Regions from separate parts of the Mus musculus genome. Here all the other regions are linked to region 1. The links are chromatin contacts, called in public promoter capture Hi-C maps. All regions are on one chromosome and are shown on one strand. Each heading gives the region's core, a stretch centred on a gene start, on an enhancer-like site or on the middle of the called end of the contact. The rest is flanking DNA. Distances are from core to core; before and after follow the strand shown.

Evidence for each region. Promoter capture Hi-C pulls out the DNA fragments that hold promoters and counts their contacts. Capture Hi-C pulls out chosen DNA fragments and counts their contacts.
Region 2: a promoter capture Hi-C map of embryonic stem cells shows a contact between it and region 1. The contact joins the enhancer-like site here to the promoter of Zfp493 in region 1. A contact is called at or near these places in 9 of 39 promoter capture datasets (the C10 cell line, cranial neural crest, embryonic stem cells and 4 more).
Region 3: a promoter capture Hi-C map of liver shows a contact between it and region 1, with 2.4 times the contacts expected there. The contact joins the enhancer-like site here to the promoter of Zfp493 in region 1. A contact is called at or near these places in 7 of 39 promoter capture datasets (the C10 cell line, cranial neural crest, embryonic stem cells and 3 more) and 1 of 9 other capture datasets (liver).
Region 4: a promoter capture Hi-C map of second pharyngeal arch cranial neural crest shows a contact between it and region 1. The contact joins the promoter of Zfp712 here to the promoter of Zfp493 in region 1. A contact is called at or near these places in 14 of 39 promoter capture datasets (the 3T3-L1 cell line, 3T3-L1-derived adipocytes, the C10 cell line and 10 more) and 3 of 9 other capture datasets (adipose tissue, liver and macrophages).
Region 5: a promoter capture Hi-C map of adipose tissue shows a contact between it and region 1. The contact joins the promoter of Zfp708 here to the promoter of Zfp493 in region 1. A contact is called at or near these places in 12 of 39 promoter capture datasets (the C10 cell line, the HPC-7 cell line, the SN4741 cell line and 9 more), 3 of 115 datasets of contacts at active chromatin or transcription factors (embryonic stem cells, fibro-adipogenic progenitors and stem cell-derived neural progenitor cells) and 3 of 9 other capture datasets (adipose tissue, liver and pancreatic islet).
Region 6: a contact with region 1 is called in a promoter capture Hi-C map of liver, with 5 times the contacts expected there. The contact joins the promoter of Rsl1 here to the promoter of Zfp493 in region 1. A contact is called at or near these places in 7 of 39 promoter capture datasets (the SN4741 cell line, cranial neural crest, embryonic stem cells and 3 more), 1 of 484 Hi-C or Micro-C datasets (bone marrow-derived macrophages), 1 of 115 datasets of contacts at active chromatin or transcription factors (bone marrow-derived macrophages) and 3 of 9 other capture datasets (adipose tissue, liver and macrophages).
Region 7: a promoter capture Hi-C map of liver shows a contact between it and region 1, with 4 times the contacts expected there. The contact joins the promoter of Zfp455 here to the promoter of Zfp493 in region 1. A contact is called at or near these places in 10 of 39 promoter capture datasets (the C10 cell line, cranial neural crest, embryonic stem cells and 6 more), 5 of 484 Hi-C or Micro-C datasets (the G1E-ER4 cell line, the Patski cell line, bone marrow-derived macrophages and 1 more), 5 of 115 datasets of contacts at active chromatin or transcription factors (bone marrow-derived macrophages, embryonic stem cells, regulatory T cells and 1 more) and 2 of 9 other capture datasets (adipose tissue and liver).

Annotation. Positions count from the first base shown.
Region 1 is chr13:67,778,115-67,781,461 of GRCm38.p6, forward strand. It overlaps Zfp493 (zinc finger protein 493), which reads left to right and starts at 1,579. Exons shown (of 4, transcript NM_028402.2): 1 at 1,579-1,705. The coding sequence starts at 1,700.
Region 2 is chr13:68,566,893-68,570,239 of GRCm38.p6, forward strand. It overlaps Mtrr (5-methyltetrahydrofolate-homocysteine methyltransferase reductase), which reads right to left. Exons shown (of 15, transcript NM_172480.3): 8 at 3,112-3,200; 9 at 1,880-2,060; 10 at 50-92. Among named protein-coding and RNA genes, the nearest start is that of Mtrr, 14 kb to the right of the region's middle. Within about 2 kb of position 1,834, at least 26 of the 459 cell types and tissues checked have an H3K27ac peak or open chromatin away from gene starts, as enhancers often do. A contact at or near this core is called in embryonic stem cells and trophoblast stem cells, where this site is marked.
Region 3 is chr13:67,001,536-67,004,882 of GRCm38.p6, forward strand. 4933433G19Rik (RIKEN cDNA 4933433G19 gene) reads right to left here. Exons shown (of 9, transcript NR_045851.1): 6 at 1,604-1,734. Among named protein-coding and RNA genes, the nearest start is that of 4933433G19Rik, 29 kb to the right of the region's middle. Within about 2 kb of position 1,751, at least 12 of the 459 cell types and tissues checked have an H3K27ac peak or open chromatin away from gene starts, as enhancers often do. A contact at or near this core is called in liver, where this site is marked.
Region 4 is chr13:67,059,658-67,063,004 of GRCm38.p6, forward strand. Zfp712 (zinc finger protein 712) reads right to left here and starts at 1,513. Exons shown (of 4, transcript NM_001166218.1): 1 at 1,406-1,513. The coding sequence starts at 1,411.
Region 5 is chr13:67,079,776-67,083,122 of GRCm38.p6, forward strand. Zfp708 (zinc finger protein 708) reads right to left here and starts at 1,770. Exons shown (of 4, transcript NM_001012448.2): 1 at 1,675-1,770. The coding sequence starts at 1,680.
Region 6 is chr13:67,171,458-67,174,804 of GRCm38.p6, forward strand. It overlaps Rsl1 (regulator of sex limited protein 1), which reads left to right and starts at 1,725. Exons shown (of 4, transcript NM_001013769.1): 1 at 1,725-1,796. The coding sequence starts at 1,761.
Region 7 is chr13:67,192,701-67,196,047 of GRCm38.p6, forward strand. It overlaps Zfp455 (zinc finger protein 455), which reads left to right and starts at 1,806. Exons shown (of 4, transcript NM_001048204.1): 1 at 1,806-1,894. The coding sequence starts at 1,889.

The DNA of each region.
Region 1 (3,347 bases), core at 329-2,828:
CAGTCACTTTGGAATCTGAACTGCCTCCCAAAGGGAGTTTGAACAACATTTTTAAAGGATGGGAACACAAAACAGGGGGGACCAGGGGAGGGGAGCTGCACTTTTAACCAATTGTATTTTGACATTATGGGTTAAACAAAGGAGTACCATTGGAGACTGGGCGGTATCCAGGGCACTTGGCTTCAAGGTCCTTAATTCGTTCTCCTAGACATTAGGTCTGGAGTGGTTAGGAGCTTAGAGTGCTAAGGAGACAAAGGACTGGGTCAGCTGTATGTAGTATATATGTGTGTGTGTAAAACCATGGTTTAAATAATAGCAATCTCTCTCTCTCTACACACACACACACACACACACACACAGCTGTTAACAAATTAAGAAAACATTTGGAAAAGTGAGTGATAGCTGTTCTTTACGGGCCTGGGAACATGAACTTGTATGACCCTGCCAGCAAGATGGAGAAGTTGCCCTTGAGATGGCTGGACTCAGACAACTGTTTAAAACAGAAGCTATTCAGCTATACGGAAGTCCCCAGCTCCCCTAGGGCCTGGAACTATGAATTTAGTTTCTCTCTAGAATTTAATGAAATCTGAAAGTGAAATCGTCATAGTACTTAGAATACGTTTCTTTTCTTGTCCCCAACAATACTTGCCTGCATTCATGAAAAACCAGGTAGAAGAGGATGAAGCTCTTGTATAGCACAAATTAGTGGATGAACATGTGTGCACTCTACTTACAGACAGACCAAAAAAAGATCCTGAGATAAATTCAGGATTTCTTCGTAAGTTAACATCAGAGAGCTGGATGTTTAACTTTGTCCAATGATTTAAAACAGCTGTGTCCCTGATCCATGCCCTTCACTGTATGGAAGTTTCCAGTGTTCACATGAAAACGTTATCCAGTTGTGGAGTCTTATCCATGTATGGCTCACACAGGTGAACAAGGAGTAGTTATGCATATGTAATGCTTGGTATTAAGCCAAGCCTCCACTGTAGTCAAGGGCTTTACCCCTTGCTCCCTAACCCTACTTGTACATTGTATTTTGAAACAAGGTCTCTTTATTTGGCCCAGGTTAGCCTTGGATTTGGGATCCTCCTGTCTTAAGTTCCTGAGCAGTTCGACTACAAGGAAGGTCACATATAGTTATTTTATAGTAATATTGAATCAGTGTGAACTTTACATGTAGAAGATTCCATAATAAGTACACTTTTGAGTTTAAATCGCAACATATTGAACAGAAATAAGTTGCAAACCTATTAAAGGTTACTGCCAAAGGCTCAATTTACATTTAAACGTGTCCTGTACTGAATTCAGCATTTCCCCCCCCTCTCTGTGTAGCCCTGGCTGTCCTGGAACTCACTCCATAGACCAGGCTAGCCTCGAACTCAGAGCCTGTCTCTGCCTCCCAAGTGCTGGGATTAAAAGCTAGCGCCGCCACCACTGCCCGGTTTAAATTTAGCATTTTAAAAGCCAACTGGCTCCCTGTGGTTGTACCAGGACACAAACTGACTGCTTCCTCCCAACCCCTTACACTCTAAGGGATTTCTTTCGCATAGAGTTGTGGGAAATGTAGTCTTGCCCATATGACGTCACAAGGAGCCAGTCAGGAAACCACGTTTCTACTCTCGGTCTGCATAGTTGCATCTTTCCCAAAGTTGAGCAAGAAAAAGGTCTTGCTCAGTACTCGGTTTGCATCTCTCACATGGAGGTTCGTCCAGGGTGCAACGCTGCCCTGCAGGCGTGAGGGTCCGCGTGGTGATGGGTCCGGAATGGATGGCGAGGGTTTGTGGATGGGAGGTGGGAAGAAGCGGACTTGGGGGTGCTGTGCTGACCTAGGCTGGACCAACCCCACGTTGGATCCAGGTCAGAGCTGCGGAAAGGGCAATGGGGTCGGCTCTGAGAGTGACCGTTTTGCTTGCACGAGGCTACTGCTGGAGTCCACCCTGCGCAGGAGAGCTGGCTCAGGACCCAGGAGTGAGAACTGCTGGAAGTCCTGGCAGGTTTCACCCTGACTGGTGTCTGATGACAGCCTGAGGCTATGACTGGGAGCGCACTCTCCTGCTTGGCTGGGGAAACTCTGCTCTCTAGCTGACTCAGGCTCACATGGTTGTAGTCAGATTTCTCAGGAAATCTAGAACCAACTGGGTGTGTGGTGCTTTCTTTACTTTATAGCTGGCCCAGGACTCTTGGAGTTGACAAAAGTTCATAACCTTGTTTATTTGCAAGTGAAGGGAGTTTTGGGAGGGCGGTTGGTGTTTGGAATGTTGGTTCCATTTTCTTGGTAATGAACTGTTAGATTTATGAACTATTTTGAATAGAAGTCCTTCGCGATCACTGTTGTGACGTCAACCCCAAGACTAACACTCCTATATGAATGAGGGCAGAATAGTCCCTTAAAGGGAAAGATTTGAGTTTTGTGTCAACCAAGTAGTTCACTCTGTAGTGTAGAGTGAAAAGTACTAGAAAATAATAGATCAGCCAGTACCTTCGGAGACTGCGTTTGGACTCCTTTTCAAAATGGAGAAACAAATTGGTGTGAGAATAGGCGTGGGTACAGGGCTGTTGGTTACAGGTGAGAGGGGGCTGAAATGTCTCTGGGGGAGGAAATAATACTGCATCCTAAGAGGTCGGTCTTCATCGCTCTTTAATGGCCAGCTGTTCTGTCTTTGCATATCATCTGCAGTGTCTAAACTCACCTAAACCAACTCTTATCGAAGAATGTGGCATCTAGGTTCCCTAACCCTCCCCAAACAGTTCTAGACAAACTCACCCAAGTACTTACAGTGTGTCAGAGAGACAAAAAGATGGAATTGAGGAGCTCTGATCACTCAGGGCCCTGTGACTGGCACCTTGTAAGCACCTTAATGAAGCCAGCCTTGAACTCCTAATCCTCCTGCCTCTACCTCCCAAGGACTAGGATTATTGGTTTGTGCCACATTGACATGGCAGGACCTACAAGGTCAGAGGATATCTTCTGGGAGTCATTCTCCCTTTCCACCATGTGAGTTCTGGGTATTGAACTCTGTTATTAACTGACAGAGTTTCTGGCAGTCCGTATTTACCCATTCAGGTATCTCTCCAGCCCTATTCATGGCTATTGTAACATTTTTATTTGAAAGTATTACTAAGGAAGACAAATATTGCCTCTGCTGGAAACCTTCACATTGAGTGTTAGCTGTCAAAATGTTTGACTTTCAGCTGCTGAAAAGCTTCAAACTCAAGTGAGGGGATCTCTCTTCCCAGATCTTAACTTCTCCTGTCTTTCTATTCTACTTCATTTACATGTAGTCAGTAGAAGACAACCATACTATGCAGCAGACTCCAGGATACAGGACACCTCCACTCCCAAA
Region 2 (3,347 bases), core at 584-3,083, 790 kb after region 1:
GACATTCAGGATTCCCTGATTTTGGAGGTGAATATTATGCTATTCGTACCTTGCACATGAGTACGGTCGAGGCTGAAGTTTAGGAAGGTGCTCTAAAAATAAAACAAGCAGTTAGCTCAGGCCTACTGACACAGGAACAAAAGAAAACCCAGGCCTATATTTAACTTTTTTGTTTAGACTATTCGAAATAATATGTTCTCGTTTATAACAGTTTGCAGTACATAGTGCAGCAATGCACTGTTCAACCCTAAAGTCAGGATCCCTTCCCCCACGCTGGTCTCAGGGTGAGCACAGTTAGGGCAGAGCAGGAAGAGGTCAGCAGGCTCATTGCTTTCGCCTGTCTAAGGGTCATCTCCAGAGACACAGCCCAGAGCTTTCAGAGGTGAAAAAAAGTCAAGACCTCAAAGATACCAAAGACAGATATTTTAGGAAATACTTAGGAGTAAGATGTACGTTTCCTTCTTGTGTTCATATACTTAATAAAAACTTAAGTGTATGGTGGGAGACTTTCTCAAAGCAACTTCAGCAGAATCCCAGTGGTTTAAGAATGCACAGCGACCTGTGTAACAGTAACAGTAACAGTAAATGGTCCATATTTGAAATATCTGCTTACAAATTTTAGAATTTTTGTGAATAATTTGTTTTATTTTTAATTTGTCTGGGCAAACCATTTAAAAGTTCCTTCTAAGCTCGGTCTTAGTAAAGCAGGAAAACAAAGACCGGCACAGTGCTCATCTTAAGTTTTAGATGTGTTAATTTTTCTTAAAGAAATGGAAAATTTCAATTTTGTATGTCCTAATGACTCCCTCTGGCTCCTAACTTGTGTTTTGGCTAGGTACTAACCTCTACGACTCCCATTGTACCACTAAGCCAGAAAGCACCAGCCAAGCTGGCTTAGAAAGAATGCGGGAGACTAGCTTCGTATAATGATTTTGTTTTTGTTTTTGCTTTTTAAACATTTTAGGAGGAAGTCAAAGAAAAAGAACACTAAGAAGTCATGGGAAGAAAAAGCAATCCCTGACTAGTCATTCCCTGCACAGGCCTTGAAAGGCCTGATGGCTTACCAAGAGGACTACATATGTTTTCATGGTGTACACGTGAATGGTAACATCTGGCTCTGCCCCATTACGGATAAAACAAAGGCCGAGCGTGCTGGTGTACACCTTTAATCCCAGCACTCAGGAGGCAGAGGCAGGCGGTTTTCTGAGTTCGAGTCCAGCCTGGTCTACAAAGTGAGTTCCAGGACAGCCAGGGCTACACAGAGAAAACCTGTCTCGAAAAAAACAAAAACAAAAAACAGAACAAAACAAAACAAAGGCAGGAAAGTAGGAAAGGCTACAGGATCCTACAGGCTCCCCGTGCCCCAGGCCTGTCCCTGCATGACAAAGGCCCAACTGTCCTGGAAAGCTGCGCTTCTGAATCCACAGGGCCTGAGATGTCCCTGCATTCACCCAGAGCACGTGCTCTATGCCGTCCGTCCGACTGGATTCGATGAGGGACATCCTTTCCCTCTCAATGTTGACGTTAGGAAAATTCAGCTAAATTACCTCATCACTGAAGAAAATAAACTAGAAAAGATGCTAAATTCTAAGTATAAAAAAGTACAACTGGATAATTAATAGAAGGAAAAAATAACAAGGAAAAAAAAGACTCAGAGTGTGGAAGAGGGACCCAATCTCTAAAAAGATGTTACTATAGTCTGAAAATAAAACCTGCCCCGGGTTCCTGACTTGTACCCACCAGCCCCATTTGGCCATGTCCACACTGTGTCTGCATGGAACTCACTGTGAGACAGGAATAGCCGGCCTTCTTCACTATGCAGAGGCTCACTAAAGTGCAGGAGGCCTGCCTGGGGCCATGGAAGGAAGGGGTGACTCACCCAGCAGTAGGCTGAGCGGAGGCTGGCAGGACGGGAAGGTGAGCAGGAGGTCCAGCAGGCAGACGCTGGCATCTCGGATGAAGCGGTTGTAATCAGCGGCTCCTTGTTTACTGCACAGCTCCTGCAGCCTCCGCTTTTCAGTGGCACTGCTGGTGTGCTCGGCAAGGGCCCGCAAAAAGGCCTGAGGAAAGAGGCTAGTTGTGGGCTACTCTGGGGTTACGGTTGGCCCTGTAAGTTCCAGGCCAGCCACAGTTACAGGGTGAGAGCTTGTCTCAAATAAACAGATAAATAAATAAATAAACAAATAAATAAGAAATCAAACAAACAAATAAATAAAAGACCAAAGAAATGAGAAAGAACAAGCTCAAACAGCAGAAAATACTGCACAGTTTTAAAGTATAAACCATTTAAGATATCAGTTGTACTCTAAAGACTATTTTATACAAATGTTTAAAACACCTGTACAAAGACTATCGCAGTACAGAAACTTCTGCTTTGACATTATTTTTCTCCATAGAAAAAAATCTAGAACAGCTCGTATGTTCATGATCAAGCCAACAAATTATGGTGCACCCGTTAAAAATACCCTCAGTCTTTGCCCCAGAACACACAGACCAGACGTCTTGCTGTGGAAGAGGGATGAGATTCCAGACTTAAACTCTGAGGGTGCAAGCACACAACCGTTACTTCCCATGTCACCTCCGTATAGGCATTCTTATACAGCATGGTTTGCAGAGTAGAAATATATTTTCCTATACTTTGTAAAATGTAAAAAGCTGGTAAAATTAAAACAGAAAGACGTTCTTATCCAAATGAACTCCGTTTGCTTCCCGAGGCCAGCCGTGCGGCAGGCGCCTCCACAGAGCAGTGTGGGAGCTTGTCTTTAATTGCCACAGACTCTCTGCTCAGACAGCGCCAGTCCAGTAAAGCGGTTTAGAAAATGTCTAGTTTACACAATGTTTAGAAACAAAGTCAGCCGCCAGCATTTGAAATACAGTTCCTGGTGTAACACTGCCCTCTAGTGGCTCAGTCTACCTCAACGTTCCCTTCCATTTCCCCAAGGTTTCCCATGCAGCAGTAACCAAGTGGCACTGCACAGATGGGTAGTAATTAATGCAGGAGGTGTGAAGACACATCTGAACACGCTATCGTCCATAGCTCTAAGGGCCAGTATCAGGCTTATCTGAGTGTCCTTAACAGAGCCCTGTCCATCTTCAAGCACAGAGACCTACCTTTTTAGGAACTGCTCGTATTTCAAGACACCAGGTGAGGATGAACTGGAGAGAACGCCCCTCAGGCACATGCGCAGGCAGGGCAGCTCCTTGCAGGTGAGGCAGGAAGAGACCAGAGAGAAGGCACAACAACAAACACATTTTTAGAATGTGCATTCACCACACAGTGCTAGCTGCAGCACTCTGCACTACAATGCTACCAAGTGTGATGACTTATGGCAATGTTCCAGCTGCGA
Region 3 (3,347 bases), core at 501-3,000, 780 kb before region 1:
CTGCATTTTCTTTGGTACTGGAATGTTCTGATGACATTGAAACTGTGAGGGTCTGTATATTGTGGGCTCCAATGGCCATAGTAGTCAGGCATTCACGTTCCAGGGTAGAGAGCCCTCTCCCCTTTCTACGTGCTGAAAAGAGGACTCTCTGTGGTTCCACAAACCACAACAAATGAGATTTGCCTATCATTAAAAGAAAGTGACTTCTCCAAATCTCATATAAAAGAACCAAAAGATTGTATTGGTATATGTAAAGTACACCTAATACCCTTCATTATAGGGTCAAATTGTAGGCAGGATGACAGAATGCTCCCTTTCTAGAAGTATGACCTCTGACTCGGCTCACTGTCATAACCAAGGGATGCTGGTCTCATTGCTCTGTATATCACAGGCTGATAAGGTTTGTTCTAGGCAGGTACAACCAGGAACGAGTAAAGTCTCTGGCTTGCCTGCTTATTAGGATCTCGTACCTTCTCTTGGAGTGGAAATACCCAGATCAGCTGCAGGAGGACAAGTTTTATATAGCACCATAGAGAACAAGTTTTCAAGACAACAGCACTTGGAACCTCTGAAACAACTGCATGTAGTTCTCAGAGCCCGTATATTTCCAGCAGCCTCCAAAACACAGGACTTCACTTATGCACCAGTTGCCAGAGTAATATCCTAATTCCAGAGGAAAGGTTGTCCCAGATGCTCACATGAATGTATGTTCTGTGAGCCCTGTAGTTTGATGGCCTTTTTCTTGGATAAGAGGCATGGGACAGTTGGACCCTTGTTCCTGAGTACTAGGCCAAGAAGAAGCTGTTAGGTCAACCCAAGGCTCTTTTTCGAGTCTGGACACAATGCTTATGTTCCTGTCCTGTTCTCCACCACCTGACAGAGCCTCTGTGCCTCCAGCCGCAGATGACTGGTGGACAGTCAGATTGTGTACGCCTCTTCTTCAAAGAGACTCAGGTATCAGGGCCTCATTTAAGGTGACCAAACTGCCACTTTCCATATGTTGGCTACAAGTCTAGTACTCGAAATTGGGGTCTGTCTAACCATTTGTGTACGTGGCCTGAACAGGCTAAGATTTCATCCCTAGAAACAAGATTCTACCTCTCTCTGGGAATCCTGTCCACTTCGCTCCCTCTGCCTGCAGTAATGTGATTTACAATCTGGAGAAGTCATAGAGCTTTGCCCTTCTCTTCTGAAAAAACAGAAAGTACTGGAAAGAATGTAAATTATACATAACAAATTTCTATAGTCACCAGTAATGGGATGGCTGGGGTGGGTTATTTTATTATATTTTTAATAAGGACTGCATGTGGCTTTAATTTCTAAGGCCCCATATTTCTAGGAAGAACAGATAACAGTGAAATGTCCTTCTGAGATAGTGGGTTTTTTTTTTTTTAATGGAAAATACTTCTTCATGACTTACTAAATACTTTGAAGTGATCATTCAACACTGATGAAGATGGGACAGTAGGTGGCAGTAACATTCTAATCTTTCTAGGATTAGCCTGTGTCAGTCCATCCCAATACCCAGTATTTATACTTAGCCACCTCCCAAATTTCACTTCGCAGGAGTTTTGGCTGGAGTAGTTTTGAGTTTTCTTTTTACCTCTCTTGGTGGAAATTCTGTTCAGGGATCACACTGCTACTGCAAGCAGGAAAAACAGCCTCAAAGTTGTCCTGGATCGTTGTGAGTCTGCTCTGGCTTATTTCACAAGCTAGACAGCAGTGGCCCTTGACCTGCCAAGGAGGGAGGAAGTCACTGGTTGCTACATAGATTCCTGCTTCTAGGATCCTCAGACCACAGAGGCTGGGCTGGAGTTGCTTTACTGGTGTTGAACATTTTCCCATTTGACCTAGCCTCATTCCAGTTCAGAGCAGTGGGTGAAAGCTGCAAACACATAAAGAGCTCAAACTTTCCCAGGCTACTGTTGTAACAGCCTGTCTGTCAAAGTATCAAAGTCAACATGCTTCTGTTTTTCTTGGAGTGACTATACTGACAGTAGAGCAGTGTGGTGTGAATATGTTGCTTAAAATCACAAACAAATGCTGGGGCCTAGAAAACACAGTAGTGGATGCTCACAGTCAGCTATTGGATGGATCACAGGGCCCCCAATGGAGGAGCTAGAGAAAGTACCCAAGGAGCTAAAGGGATCTGCAACCCTATAGGTGGAACAACATTATGAACTAACCAGTACCCTGGAGCTCTTGACTCTAGCTGCATATGTATCAAAAGATGGCCTAGTCGGTCATTACTGGAGAGAGAGGCCCATTGGACTTGCAAACTTTATATGCCCCAGTACAGGGGAACGCCAGGGCCAAAAAGTGGGAGTGGGTGGGTAGGGGAGTGGGTGGGAGGGTATGGGGGACTTTTGGTATAGCATTGGAAATGTAAATGAGGAAAATACCTAATTAAAAAAAATCACAAACAAATTCACCTACAGAATACCCTCACAAATGCCCATTCACTCATTAGTATTTTTGACTGTCATTTCTTTAAGCAACATTTGATTCATAAAGTGTCTTGGTTTCACTTTGTAAGCTACCACATTTAATGTGTCCTGGAACCCAGCATCCTACATCCTGCAGGGCCATTTTGCTCCCTTCGTTTTCCTCCTAGAGTTCAATCAACCATGGAACTTGATAGCCCTTCTTTTACTAAGTGTTAATTAGAAAATACCTTAAGCTGGCTGTAGTGGCAAATGCCTTTAATTCCAGCACCCAAGAGACTGAGGCAAGTTCTAAACCAGCCATGTCTATATAATGAGAGCCTATTTTAACAACAGCAACCAAATGAAACAAAAATACCACAAAGTATCTCTTTGAAAATAACTGAAGACTCCTGGTCAATCTTCAGGACCTGGAGTATCCATCCTCTCTTCCCCCATACTTGTTTGAATATTTTTACCAGATCACAAAACAGGCTCTGAGTTTCTCCCTTACCCACTGATTCATAACACCCCAAAAGCCAGGCTTTGTGGGGCACCTACTTGGGATTTATAAGCTTGAGATCTTGTCTATGAAAAAAATAATTTAAAAAACTCTTAGGCATAATGTTTCACAAAAAGTAATGCCATGAAGCCTGATTTGTTAGGCTATCCCTGAAAGCCTTGGAAAAGCCCCATACCAAAGGAAGGGACTTAAAGCATTGGTTTCATTAATTTCACAGAAAACTTTCCTCTACCAACCATAATAATTCACTTCATCTGCTTAGAGATCAATCAAGCTACATCTTGTATTTTCCCCCATAAATTGTGCAGATTCCAAGATACCATTGATTCTGCTGCCCTCTGAGCCTTCAAGCCTACCCAAATTTTCTGAAGAAATGGATATTGGATGGGATTTGCTGTTCC
Region 4 (3,347 bases), core at 263-2,762, 720 kb before region 1:
AAATATTTTTAGCAGAATACAGTCAGCACTTAAGCTTCAGTCCTGGGACATGGCCAAAATGTAAGAAATGTCTTCATGCTACATAGTTTGTTTTGATCTTAACATTCTACTTTTATGCCTTCATCCCTATAATATGTCTTTCTTCTTAATATAAATTCTCTGGTTATGAGGCAACTTAAGAAATCCAACAGTTAATAAACAAACAACACTCAAACTCACTATAAATGGAACATGGCATGGTGTCTTGATCAATATTTAGCAAAGCATCCTTCACTGATATTTATAAATTAAAATAAATATATGAGCATCTCCAAATTTCTTTTCTACATCTCATATGTTGTTTATATACCCAGTGAAATTCTGCCATTTCCTAAGCAAATTAGTAATTAGATCCTGTCTTAACCAATAAGTTATGGCTTAATAGTCATCTGAAAGAATAGAGAAGGTTTAAGGGGCAAGTCACAAAGGAAAGAACAAAGTGACAGATGGCCATCTTCCTAGGGCACAGAGGAGTAAAGAGGAGGAGAAGTCAGGAGGAACGGAAGTTAACGTCACTATCAGCTACACAGAACACTTCAGGGCAGCCTGGACTACACAAGAAACTGACTCAAAATCCCAATACAAACACAAAAGGATGGCAATAGGAAGGGGGAAAAGGTAGCTATGGTTACCAGCATAACACACAAATAACGTCAGTCAAAACTTCAACAGGGAAAGGGGAGGGGTTCACAAGGCCCCACCCTTAGCTAAGGATCGGTTGGAATTCATGACCACTGAAAAAGAGATTCGTTTTGTTTGTTTGTTTGTTTGTTTATTTTGCTTGGAGGTGTGGCCAGTGAGCGTCCACGTTCTAGGGGATGTCCTGTGCGCCCTCCCTTCCCCGCCCCATACACACAGGTATGCACACTAGAGCAATACTAAGTGGACTCAGTGGGTTATAAAACAAAAACAAAACCACCAGGACAGGAAATTGGGAGTGGAGCATTTTGGGAGATACCTGGTACTGTTGAAGTAGGGGACAGTAGGGGTGGATTTGATCGGACTGCATTGTATATACATCTATTAAATTCCGGATAACAGAAGCCATCGAGACAGTGTCAGCTAAGGGCATGCTTCCACACCTCAGGCACAAGCTGACAGCAGATGCACCCTGCCAGGCACCCTTCTCCATTCCTAGGCTACCGAGCCAGCTCTCCTGCCCCAGAAGTGCAGGACAGAACAGGGCAACGGCACCTTAAAAGAGAGGCCACTCCCAGCTCCATCCCTCCTCCAGCGTTAACCAGCACCGGAATGGACAAGCCTAGGTCACCACAGTACCTCCCATTCAACTTCTTCCCGCCTCCCTCCAAGGCGGACCCGCCCACCCCGCAACGTCCCTCTGGCTGCGCTACATCCTGGGACCAACCTCCATGCCAGAGATGCTACCAGAGCGCGCACAGGACCCGACACTGGCCCAACTTTGGAGAAGACCGCCAGAGAGGGAGACACACACAGGCGCAGAAGAAACACGGAAGCGCCCTTCCCAGAGTCCCTGTTTGTGACGTCGCCGCGGACGAGACTACATTTCCCACAATTCTCTGCGAGCGAGTTTCACAAAGCCGTGGTAGGTGATTTGAAACGTTCCCAAGTTACTGTCAGGCTGTTTGCCAAAGAGAATGGGTAGAAACAAGCCACTTCTGAAGGTGGATAGCCACGGGGAGTCAGGGTACCGCGTTTAAATTTTCAAAATGAGTATGGGTTGAACCTTTGACAGCATTGTTTATTATGTGTACTGGATACTTTGGGTCCATATATTGTGATTTTAAAACTCAACCTGCTTCCTACAAAATGTTTCGTTTTTGTTTTTGTTTTGCTTTGCTTTGGTTTGGTTTGTTTTTCCAGACAGGGTTTCTCTGTATAGCTCTGGCTGTCCTGGAACTCACTCTACAAACCAGGCTGGCCTCTAACTCAGAAATCCTCCTGCCTCTGCCTCCCAAGTGCTGGGATTAAAGGTGTGCGCCACCACTGCCCAGCTGTGTTTGTTTGTTTGTTTTTGTTTTGTTTTTAAAAAAGATTTATTATTATATGTAAGTACACTGTAGCTGTCCTCAAACACACCAGAAGAGGGAGTCAGGTCTCATTATGGATGGTTGTAAGCCACCATGTGGTTGCTGGTATTTGAACTCAGGACCCTCGGAAGAGCAGCTAGTGCTCTTAACCTCTGAGCTATCTCACCCACCCCAAAATGTTTCACATCACAAGGCAAACATGGATTAAAAAAATGAGCTAATATTTTGAGAAGACAATTCTTAAAATGAGAAATGAAAACAGACAATGAACATGTGAAAAAGTGTTGGTCCAAATAACTGGAACTTCAAACTAAAGATGATTGTATAGAAGCAAGTGTGGTTTTACATGTTGAAAATCCCAGATGTTGGTTACTGGAGATAGGAATAGGAGTCCGAGGTCACCTATAGACATATAGAAAGTTTGAAACATGTTTGGTATACATGACTCCCCACTCAAAAACAAAACAGATTCAGAAAATGAGATCACAGAATGTATATGCTTTGAGTAAACTTGCATACTAAAGTGTTACATGTACCTTTTGCTACCCCACCTAAGCTCTGGGAACAGGCAGTGCTATCAGCCCCTCACCTAGAGAATACTGGATCTTTGGATAAAAAACACAGACACACAAAGCAGTTAATCTTAAAATGTCTTTGCTAACTCAATGACAGGGCATTGCTAAATCTCAAACTCAAACTGTTCTAGAATTCAATTGTGGGGCAATGGGCTATGCACAGAGACAGCCTGGTCTCCAGTCGAACTTAGTTAGGTCTTGAACCCCGGTGGGACCCGGTGGGTGGTAATTTTCACCTACATGGGACAGAAGGCATTCGATCATGTCTCCTGGACCCCTAGCTCCTGTCGAAGTTACCGCCCCCAACAGTCCCCAAAGGAGAGGCTTGTGGCTATCAGTGACATAGACAATGTCCCAAGCTGCTGGCATTCTGGCTAGACTCCGCCCCACAGTTACCTAGCAACAGAAAGATAGCCAGCCCACTATAAGAGGGGCTGCTTGGCTCCACCTCACTCTCTTAAGCTTTCACCTTTCTTACTCCCTAGCTCTCTTTCTCTCTTTCCCTTCCTGCTCTCTCCACATAGCCATGGCCAGACTCTCTCTCTCTTTCTACCTTCTCTCCTTTCTCCCTGCCTTTCTACAATAAAGCTCTAAATCCATAGACTATCTCTGACCATAAAGGCCTGCCCTGCTTGAATGATGAGATAGGCTTTCTCCTAATGAGCCACATCCAACCTCCCACCAGAAGGCCTTCCAAGCCATGGACCTGACCAAGGATTCTCGC
Region 5 (3,347 bases), core at 520-3,019, 700 kb before region 1:
CAGAGTTCTAAAGAGAAGAAACAAAAAATGGCTAAAAAATAAACATCAAAAAGTGTTCATCGTCCTTAACCATCAAGGAAATCAAAACAACTTTGAGATTTCTTCTTACTACAGTCAGAAAGGCTAAGATCAACAAAACAACTGACAAAAAAAATCCTGGGAAGGAGTGGAAAAAAATGAACCTCCCAGTCACTGTTGCTAAGACTGCAACTTGGTACAGCAACTCTGGCAATCAGTATGGAGAACCCACAAAAAGCTAAAAGAATAAGTCAACATAAGACTCAGCATATGCCCAAAGGACTGTATTTCCTGCTTCCACCTCCCAAATGCAGATGTAACAGGAAACAGCACAGCATACACTGATGTTTTATTTTCAATCATAGATCTGTTTAAGAAATATATTAAGTAAAAGTGTAGATAGACAGACAGATAGATAGATAGATATCAAACATCTATGTGTTGTGACCTATAATATAATTGTGCTTATTGCTGTATCACCTCTACATTGTAGGAAACGAGATTTAAGGTACAAGAAAATGTACTTTTCACACCTTAAACAGTGTAAAACGGCACATTCTTAGTTTCCTGCAGATTAGTGACATTAATTAGAAAATGTCCATATTTTAATGATTGTTAGATGATACATAGAAAGTATTGGTATTGATGTAGTTTAAAGCCCATGCTTCTCAGGTATAGATTTTAATGCTGTAAGTCAGTCTCCAGCACACAAATCAATTTGACTGAAGTGTGGCAAAAACAGTACAAATGTCAGGATGAGCAGCGGCTGTATACAAAGGGCAGGGTGAGCATTGGCTGTATACAATCACAGGACCCTGAGTGAGCCACAGCTCTTCAACTTCACTCTCAATCTTTCCACACAACACCAAATTTCTGACATCGCAGTCTCCGGTGCAATTGTATGTGGTAATAATCTCTAGTATTTTCCACTCTGCAGTGTTGTAGGATCAGTGATAGCTGGGACAAAGTTCAGAGTGCCCCCTCGATGAGATTTTTTTTTTTTTCCTCATACAGGTGTGTGAATGTGAGGGTTCTGTCACAGTGGGTAAAGGAGTGATTCCTATCCAAAGTGAGCCGCCCTGAAAACTAACAATTTATCACAAAGAAAACGGGACGAACATCCCATACACCAAACTCCCCCGCAGAACTCACTGTCCTGGAAACTATGAGCCACACGAACTCAAAATCAGAGTCCTGGGCCTCTCATTGAATACGGGAGGGCCCAGAAAAACCCACTTGCTCTAGATTTCCTGAGGGATCTGACAACAGCAATGTGAAAACTAGTTAACAGCAAGCTTCCCCAGCCAAGGTGGGGTATGAGCTCTCATCACAGCCTGCCTCTGGCACGGTCAGCCAAGCCACCCTGCTCTACCAACCCTAGACTTTCCAGTCTCCATTCTCGCAGTAGCAGGCCACCTCTCAGGTCCCTGAAACACATGATTGACTCTGTCAGCCGCTCTGTCCTAACAGAGCAATCACTCCTTGCACCGTGCGTGCGCCCCACCCCTGCACTCTGGCCAAGCCTAGGTCCGCACTGCAGGACCACGTGGGCTTCTCTCCGCCTCCCGCCCAGCCCTCCCCGGCTCCCTGCACCCCGGGCCCGCCCACCCGTATAGTTCATGAGGCCTGCAAGGCTAGGCTGCAGCCGGGACCAACCTCCATGTCGAGCGCGGAGCGCAAGCCACACTGTTCCAACTTTGAGAAAGCCGCAGAGTTTGGAGAAACACAAAAGCAAAATGAACCGGAAGCACAGAGGAGTAGAGTCCGGTCTAGCGGAGTCATGCTAAGAGAGACTACATTTCCCAGAAGTCTACGCGAAGGACTGCCCTGAACCAAAGTCAGGGAGAACTATTTATAGCCTGTCACTGGATTAGGCTGCTTTTTAAGTCTCAAATTTACAAAGGTCTTGTGGGAATATAAATCCAGCCTTTGACGGCAACTTGTATTAGGTTTACTTCTTACTCTGATCAAAGACGTTACCTAAAAAGCTCTGGGGTTCCTAGAGTCTTTTGGCAGGAGGAAAACTCATTGACTCAATTATACTAGATTTAAAATAAAAACCATCAGCAGCTCCTGCCTCCGGGTTCCTGCCCTCTTTGAATTCCAGCCTTGGCTTCTTCCAATGGACAGCAATCCAGGTTATGTAAACCAAATAAACTCTTTTCTCCTGTGATTTCTATTCTTGGTACTTGACTACATCTAGAATTAGATGGAATCCAGAAGAAATACAAGGGACACCTTTGAGGGATTTTTGTTTGTTTGAAGTGGGTGGATCCACTTCTAGTCATGACTTGTGAGGTAGATGTTGTGGGTTGCCCTGGTGCTGTTTGTATTCTGATGTTAATTCAGCTTCCTCAAGAGGGGTTGCCCCTGAGAGGAGTGGATCACATACTCAGGTGATTTCCTGTGAACCTTCTCCCCATTCTAACTGGTCAAATAAAGACTAGAGCCTGTGATTGGGCAGTGGAAGGGAAAGGTGGGGCTAGAGGTTTTAGGAAGTGAGGGAAGAGTAGGGAGCGAGGGAGGAAGAAGACTGAGGAAGAGAAGATAAGAGGAAGATGGAGCAGAACCACAAGGCCCTGAGAGGCAGCAAATAATGTGGGATCTCACAGCTGGGGAATAGAGTAGTGTAGTGATAAATCTGCTCAGTCTAAGCGTGCAGCTTGTAAATAATGTAACTGAGTTGTGTGGTTTTTGCATAGACTTATTGGGGTATCAGGGTTGGGGAATTACTGCAACAGGTGGAAATACATGCCTTTAATTCCAATCCTGAGGTGGGAAGATAACAATTTTAATCTGGACCACACCTTCTGCTGGAAGTCTATATAACAGCAATTTTCTCTTTTTTCTCTTCCTTCCTTCCTTTTTTTTTTTTTTTTTTTTTTCTTTTCCGAGACTGGGTTTCTCTGTGTAGCCCTGGCTGTCCTGGAACTCATTTTGTAGACCAGGCTGGCTTCTAACTCAGAAATCTGCCTGCCTCTGCCTCCCGAGTGTTGGGATTAAAGTCATGTGCCACCGCGCCCTGCTATAAAGCAATTTTCAACATGCAAGTTATGACCCCTTGAGGGTCAAACAACCCTTTTCAGGGGTTGCTTAAGATCATCTGCATATCACATAGTTACATTACAATTCATAACAGCAAAATTAGTGATAAAATATCAAAAAATAATTTTATGGTTGGGGAGTCACAACATGAGGAACTGTATTAAGGGCTCACAGCATTAGGAAGATTGAGAACCACTGCTACATAGATACGGAAGATGGAAGCTTTTGCTCTTTGTCTGCTTGCTGTTACCTAGCAAGTCCGTTCCCTCATGGGCATTATAGCT
Region 6 (3,347 bases), core at 475-2,974, 610 kb before region 1:
CAGTTAGATAAAACTCAGGCAGAATGGAGTCCCTTTGGCTCCTTTGGTCCCTTTGGAGTCTTTGCAATGTTTGCACACATCTGAACATCTGTGCACTTTTCTGCAGACCTAAGTATGAAATCATTGTGAAAGACTAACATTACACTTAAGTGCATCTCAAATCGCTTACGCTCATGCTAATGAAACTCATCCCAAGAGCTCTTTGTGAAGGATGAAAAATTTCTCAAATGTTTTCCTATCACATACTCAATAATAAGGATTTAAAATGCATGCCTTTTGTGGATACAGAATTCAAAGATTAAACCATGCCACTGGGATTGTGTGTTTAATACCTTATCAATAAGTTTTCACAATTTTGTGGATTCAAGATTTTTTTCCTTTGTTCTTTGATCTTCTGTACCGATGTTTCTAAGCGTGCATTGCCTATCATCACTTGGTATGCTCACCCTATATATTTCGATGGATAAGTAAAATACATTGATTGAACTCTTAAGTCTATGCTTATGTAGTCTTAGAGGCTACTTTGGGTCTGTGTTCCACAGTGGAGTAGACTCCACTGCAGCTGATTTTTTAGTACCTGCCTTTAGTTCACAGGATCTAAGGAATGGACAAGGCTTTGACTCCATGTGATCCCCTGGCTGTTTTGTTAGCAGCCCCATGTACACTGATTTCTGAGGGCTCTCAGAAGGAAATCCTAGTTGCAGGCTACTCAACTATTGTGGTGAGGGTGTATACCACTTTAAAATGTTTGTGCTCTGTACACTCTTGTTTCTACAGTACAACTCAAAGCCTTGTGCATTTATGTCTCACCTGCATACAACAAGTAGGGGAAATGACTGGATGTGTGACCTGCTTTTATTACAGACACCTTTCTACCAACAGATCAACAGTAGTAGTCTCTGTTGGACATAGGTAGCCTGTTAGCTGGTTTTAATCAATGCCTCCATGGGCTTCTTGTTGATCTTCTTTCCAATGTCTGAGAGTCCGGGGCATTAACTCAGGACAAGAGATTTAGAGGAATGTTAGATACACACATGCTTGGGTGTGGCATGGGGATGTCAAATTTTATCTTCAGAGTCAACCTCCTTGGCCTGCTCAAACAGCATGTGTTTCTGTATGTGTAATATTAGCAATGCCCTGGAGGAATTGTTTCTATATATTCAAAAAGTAGAAACACAAACAACAGTATACAAGTTTGTTGGGGCAGACACCAAGCCAGCTTTGTATCCCAAGTCCATTTGTCAAAAGCCACTGAGGAGCTAGGAGCATAGTCAGGAACGCCAAGGCTGGTTTCAAACATTTTATAAAGTTAGTTTTCCTTGCCACGTTGGTTAGTGTATTGCTTTGTTTATTTAACGAACAACTAAGTCAACGTGCCCCCCGTCCCGTCCCCCCCCCCCCGGCCAGGAAGTAGTAATATTAAAATTACTACTAGAAATGACTTGTAAGCCAAAAGTTTCTGTCAAAGGCTTGACTCAAATCCATACATCTCCGATGTGGTTCTGGGGTCGAAAACCAATCTCATTACCCACAGCTTTTCTGCAGATAAGGCTTCCTCCTTGCACCTTCAACTGTGTGTTCCCATCCACAAAACTCTCCAAACAGTAGACTTCACCCACCCTGGGTTCTGGGATTTCCTTCGCACAGACTTCTGGGAGATGTAGTCCGCACCACTGTGACCACTGGGAGCCTTCCAGGAAATCCCCTTCTGAGTTCAGGTCTGTACTCGTGCGTCTTTCTTAAGGTTGGGCGGAAATCGTATGCGGCTATCTATTCCAGTTGTCTCTGACAAGAAGGTTGGTCCAGGCAGCAGCGTAGCCTGGGGCTCTGTGCGGGATCTGTGTCAAGGAGGTTGGTTCAGGAAGCAGCATAGCCTGGGGTTCAGTGCCGGGAGCTGGGCTCTGTCTTGGAGGGAGCGCTTGAGGACTGGGTGGGAGGGCGGAAGCAGCTGCCAGGACTGGCTGTGCTGAACTGGCTGGGGCCACTGAGGCTGCAGTTTTGGAGTGAGGGGACTGGCCTTTTGGGATTGTGTCCTGAGTGAAGGTTTCCTTTAGAACACCGAGAGCAGCCCGAGTCTGCCTTGGTTCTCTGGTACACTGGAGCAGCTTGGTAGTGGAGGACTAGATTGCAAACTAATGGTGATGAGCTGACTACCTGCTCCTGAGAGAGTGCCAGAGCTCACAGACCTGCATTGCTGGAAGCGCGCGTCCCTGGCTGCCCCCATCTCACCTGGATGCTGCCAGAGTCCTTTGTGTCTTTAGAGTAAAAGGGTTTCTGGTCCCCGTGTACTCTGTAGCCAGCTTATAGCAATGGCCTTGAGGTCTGACTGTGTTCATTTTTCGCTGCCAGTAAAGAATTAAGAGAGGAAAAATCCGAGTTACAACAGCTGTCGTGTTGGGGAATTCTGGGACATAGCCAACATATCTGTCTGAATGCACGGAAAATCTTGGACTAGGGTTGAAGAAACACATGCAGTGGACACACAGGCAGGAATGTCTACAAGGCAGAGTGGGATCAAAAGGAGCTCACACCATGTTTCACCTTGAGGGCTGTGTTTACTAAACTTGACAGGACCTCCATCCCTACTTTACAGTTGAGAATTTTTAAAAAAATATTTATTTATTTATTATATGTAAGTACACTGTAGCTGTCTTCAGACACTCCAGAAGAGGGTATCAGATTTCATTACAGATGGTTGTGAGCCACCATGTGGTTGCTGGGATTTGAACTCAGGGCCTTTGGAAGAGCAGTCGGTGCTCTTAACAGCTGAGCCATTTCACCAGCCCCGAGAATTTTTTAAAAAGAGAGTGTCCGCTTGGCCCCAAATGGTTCCGGTCAACATGACATTATCAGGGCTTGGACTTGTTGAGGAAGTTTATGGACATTGTGTATATTTCTGCCATTGTTTCTGTTATCTTGTAACTTTGCTTCCCATGGTAATATGAGGTATAAAAGGGCGGTGAAAAATAAACTCGAGGCTGCTGTGGTATTGACCAGCAATCCTCCCAAGTCTATTTCTTGGCTCTGCATCTTTTCTGCCTCTCCTGTCTTTAATCCTCACTCCATACTCAGAGACTCTTTGACTCTTGACCCAACCTAGGAGTTGCTGCTTCGTGATCTGTGTTGTATGTATTTTAAGCACTGTGTAGTATAGACAGGCTGGTAGGGAATGGGAAGTCTGTATTGTTTGGAACCTGATCAGGAATCCAGCCCTCTCTTTGCCTCTCATGTTGACTTCCCACCAATGTCCTGCTAATCTTTAGATCTGCCCAACTCTGAAAATATATCTCTGTCACTGTCAGGAGATGCAAGAGTTCTTAAAACATCTGTGCTGTCCTTTCTGTTGC
Region 7 (3,347 bases), core at 556-3,055, 590 kb before region 1:
GAGGCTGTAGGGTACTATTCTCATTCTACAACCTCAGTGAATCTAAAGTTATAGACATTGTGAGATCCCCTATTCTTGTTATAGAGATGGGCAATCCTGGTACTTTGTCCAGAGCCAACATTAAATCTCCTCTGTGACAAGAGCACATCCATGGAAGTCTCTGCCTTGTGGAAGTGGAATTTCATTTGAAATTTTGATTTCATTGGAAAGCCCATTGTGGGGACTTTATGCTCATAACTACACTTTCAGGAAAGCTCTCCAGGTTCAGAACACAGCGACAAAGGAAACTCTCTTGGGGCCTGATACTAACCTAGATGAAAGCAGAACTGGACAGCACTGTATATGTTGTACTAGTTGTGGAGGCTCTGAGGTGCATCCTGTAGGTCAGCATGGAGCTTTGCAGCCATGCTAAGAGAAATGCTTCACCATGTAACTGGTAGGGTGTATACTGTCCTTCCTAATATCTTGGTGGGATCACACTTCATAAAACATGCAGGTGACAGCTAAGTGGACTTGGAACCCCACCATAGCCTCATGTTAGAAACATAGCAACATCTAGAAAGGGGATGTCTGTGCTTTAGAACACACAGATGAAGTTTAGGTTGACACTGTTCTTTGACATCCAAATGATTCAGCAACCACAGACCCAATGCATATGATGATGTAGGGGTTAGGTTTTCACAGCACATTCCTCTCGAACTTATTCTTATCCTTCCCTGCCTGGTCACTATTCCTCCTTTTGGAAAAGGCAGGTTTCCACTGGTCCATGGTAGGTTGAAGGAGTAATCTTGTAAGCACTTTGAAATAAGCAATTGATTGAATTACAACATCAAGAGACTTTGGGCTTTGACTGTCTTGGGACTATTAAAGTCTATGGGCATGTTGAGAAGTGAATTGTCTTTCTTAGAAACAGATGAAAGTGAAACTCTCAGAGGCTTCCAGGTTACAGAGTATGGTGTTTTTTTTTAACGTATTTGATTGTCAAATTCCAATAAACTTATTTGATATTTCTGATTTGTTTTTGAAATAATCATTTCTCTGTCCTGATTTTGAGAAACTGAGGTTAGTTCAGGGCAGATGCTTTGACTTTCAAAATATTGTCACATAGGAACACTTGTAGATCAGAGCAGGGAAAGGAAATTGAGTAAGAAAGATCAGACCTCTGCAGAGAGAATTCTAACAATGGATAATGGGCCAGTGGCCAGTACACATACCAGTGTGACCTCAGGAGCTGTGTCCTCCCAAGTGTAATCTGAGCAGGGGAAGGAACAACAACATCAACAACGGGCAAACATACCCAGTGGCTTATGTGTACCTGTGTTTGTGAACAACCATTGGAGACCGTTAAAATTGTAGTACAGCTCCCACTAAAAAGGAATTTCTTAAATATATATTAACATTTTAAAGTTTTAACTTTGTTAAATGATCTATACTCTCAATGTGTCCCTGACCAACTAACCACAGTATATACATCCTAATATTTACACAAAACTGTTTTTCATGATGTGGAATCTGATCCATGTATGTCTCATGCAGAGTGTAATTGCAAAGGAACAAGTATTATTTATTTATTTGCAATACTGAGTATTATGACAGAGTCTACATTAGAGTCGAGCGCTTTAAAGTAGGCCAAGTACCTACCATAGTACCTACCATAGTATAATAGTAAAGAAAACAGAGAGAAGGCTACAAATCTAAGACCAGGGAAAGACCACATTCAGTTCCAGGAATAGCTTCGCAAAGACTTCTGGGATATGTAGTCCAAGCAACTGTGCCATCACGAGGAGCCATCCAGGCAATCCCACTTTAGCTTTCGTTTTGTACATTGTGCCTTCCTCAAAGTTTTTGCGAGAGTCCTGAACGGCTGTACACGCCTGTTGTCTCTGTCATGGAGGTTGGTTCATGAAACAGCACAGCCTGGGGCTTTGTGCAAGCATCGGGCTGGGAAAAGGCGGGGAGAGTGGGTGTGGGGAAGGTGGGGACTGAGCGGACCTGGGCTTGGAGGGAGAACGGAAGAAAAGAAGCTGTTGGGATTTGTTGTGCTGATCTGGCTGGGTCACGTGAGGTTGCAGTTCTGGACCAGGAATGGGGCGATTGGGATTGTGTCTGAGGTGAGGGTTTTCATAGGACACCGCAGGGTGTCTTGGACATAGGAACAGACTGGTAGCAGGGGTCAGGATTGCAAGCTAGTGATGGTGAGATGACTACTTGCACCTGAGGCAGTGCTGGGAACTCTTTGACAGCTTTGCTGGGAAGCATGCTCCCCTAGCTGCCCCATTCTCAGGTGGATGCTGTCAGATGCCCCAGTCAGTACCTTTAGAGCAAATGGGGTACCTGGCCCCACTATCCTCTGTACCTGGCCTCCTCCTACGGTCCTGATTATGTTCATTTTCCCTATCAGTTAAGGAATTAAGAGAGAATAAAAATCCAAGTCCCAACAGGTCATAGATGGGAAAATCTGGAACAGAGCAGAGAGATCTGCCAGGATGGGAGGTCACTGAGAGTCTTTGACTATAGGTGAGGAAACACATGTAGTGGATACACAGAGGGAAGTCAGCAAAGCAGGCAACCTGCCACCTGGTTTTACCTTGAGGGCTGGGTTTCCTTAAACCTTGGATAGGTTTCCTGTTCATAAAGTAGGGTTGAATAATTGTAAATAAGACACAATGTCTGCTTGGCACACTATGATTATGTCAACGTGCCTTGATCAGGCCTTGAACCTGAGAACGTTTATGAGCAGGGTATTAGTATCTGGTGAAAATCTCGCGTGGCCTTGTTTTAGGGGGCCAGGCTTTTGTGTCAGGTCAGCAGGGTAAGGAAGAGCTCACAGACCTGTGTGTATTCTTGTGACTTAAAGTAAACAGACCTGTGATAGAAAGACACTTGAGCCTACTGTGAGGCACATTCCTGTCATCTCTGTATTTGTGAGGGGGAGGGGCAGGACCCTCTGGTCAACCCCTGCTTGATAGCAAATTCAAGGCCAATGTAGGCTACCTCAGTCTGTGTCAGAAAACATTTAATCATGCTTGATGGACGTGAGAAATACTCTCTATGATTCATTCCATGTCTTCCAGTGAGAGCCGTGGAAAACCCCTGCAATCAACACTTTGGTGTCTTACAAAGTACACATGCTTCCCTTCTGCCGACCCAATCCATGTGGGATTCAAACTTTGTTTTCACTAACATGCTCTTGTTAAAGATGGTACATTTGGGTGACTATTTGTTTGGATTTACTGTGTGAGGAAGGACTCTCCTCTTTCCCTTGCTTGATTATTCTTCCTATTGACAGTGAATGTTCACTCCTTTTGGATAGTTAAGTTTGTGTTAGATTCTGCCATGACCTGAGG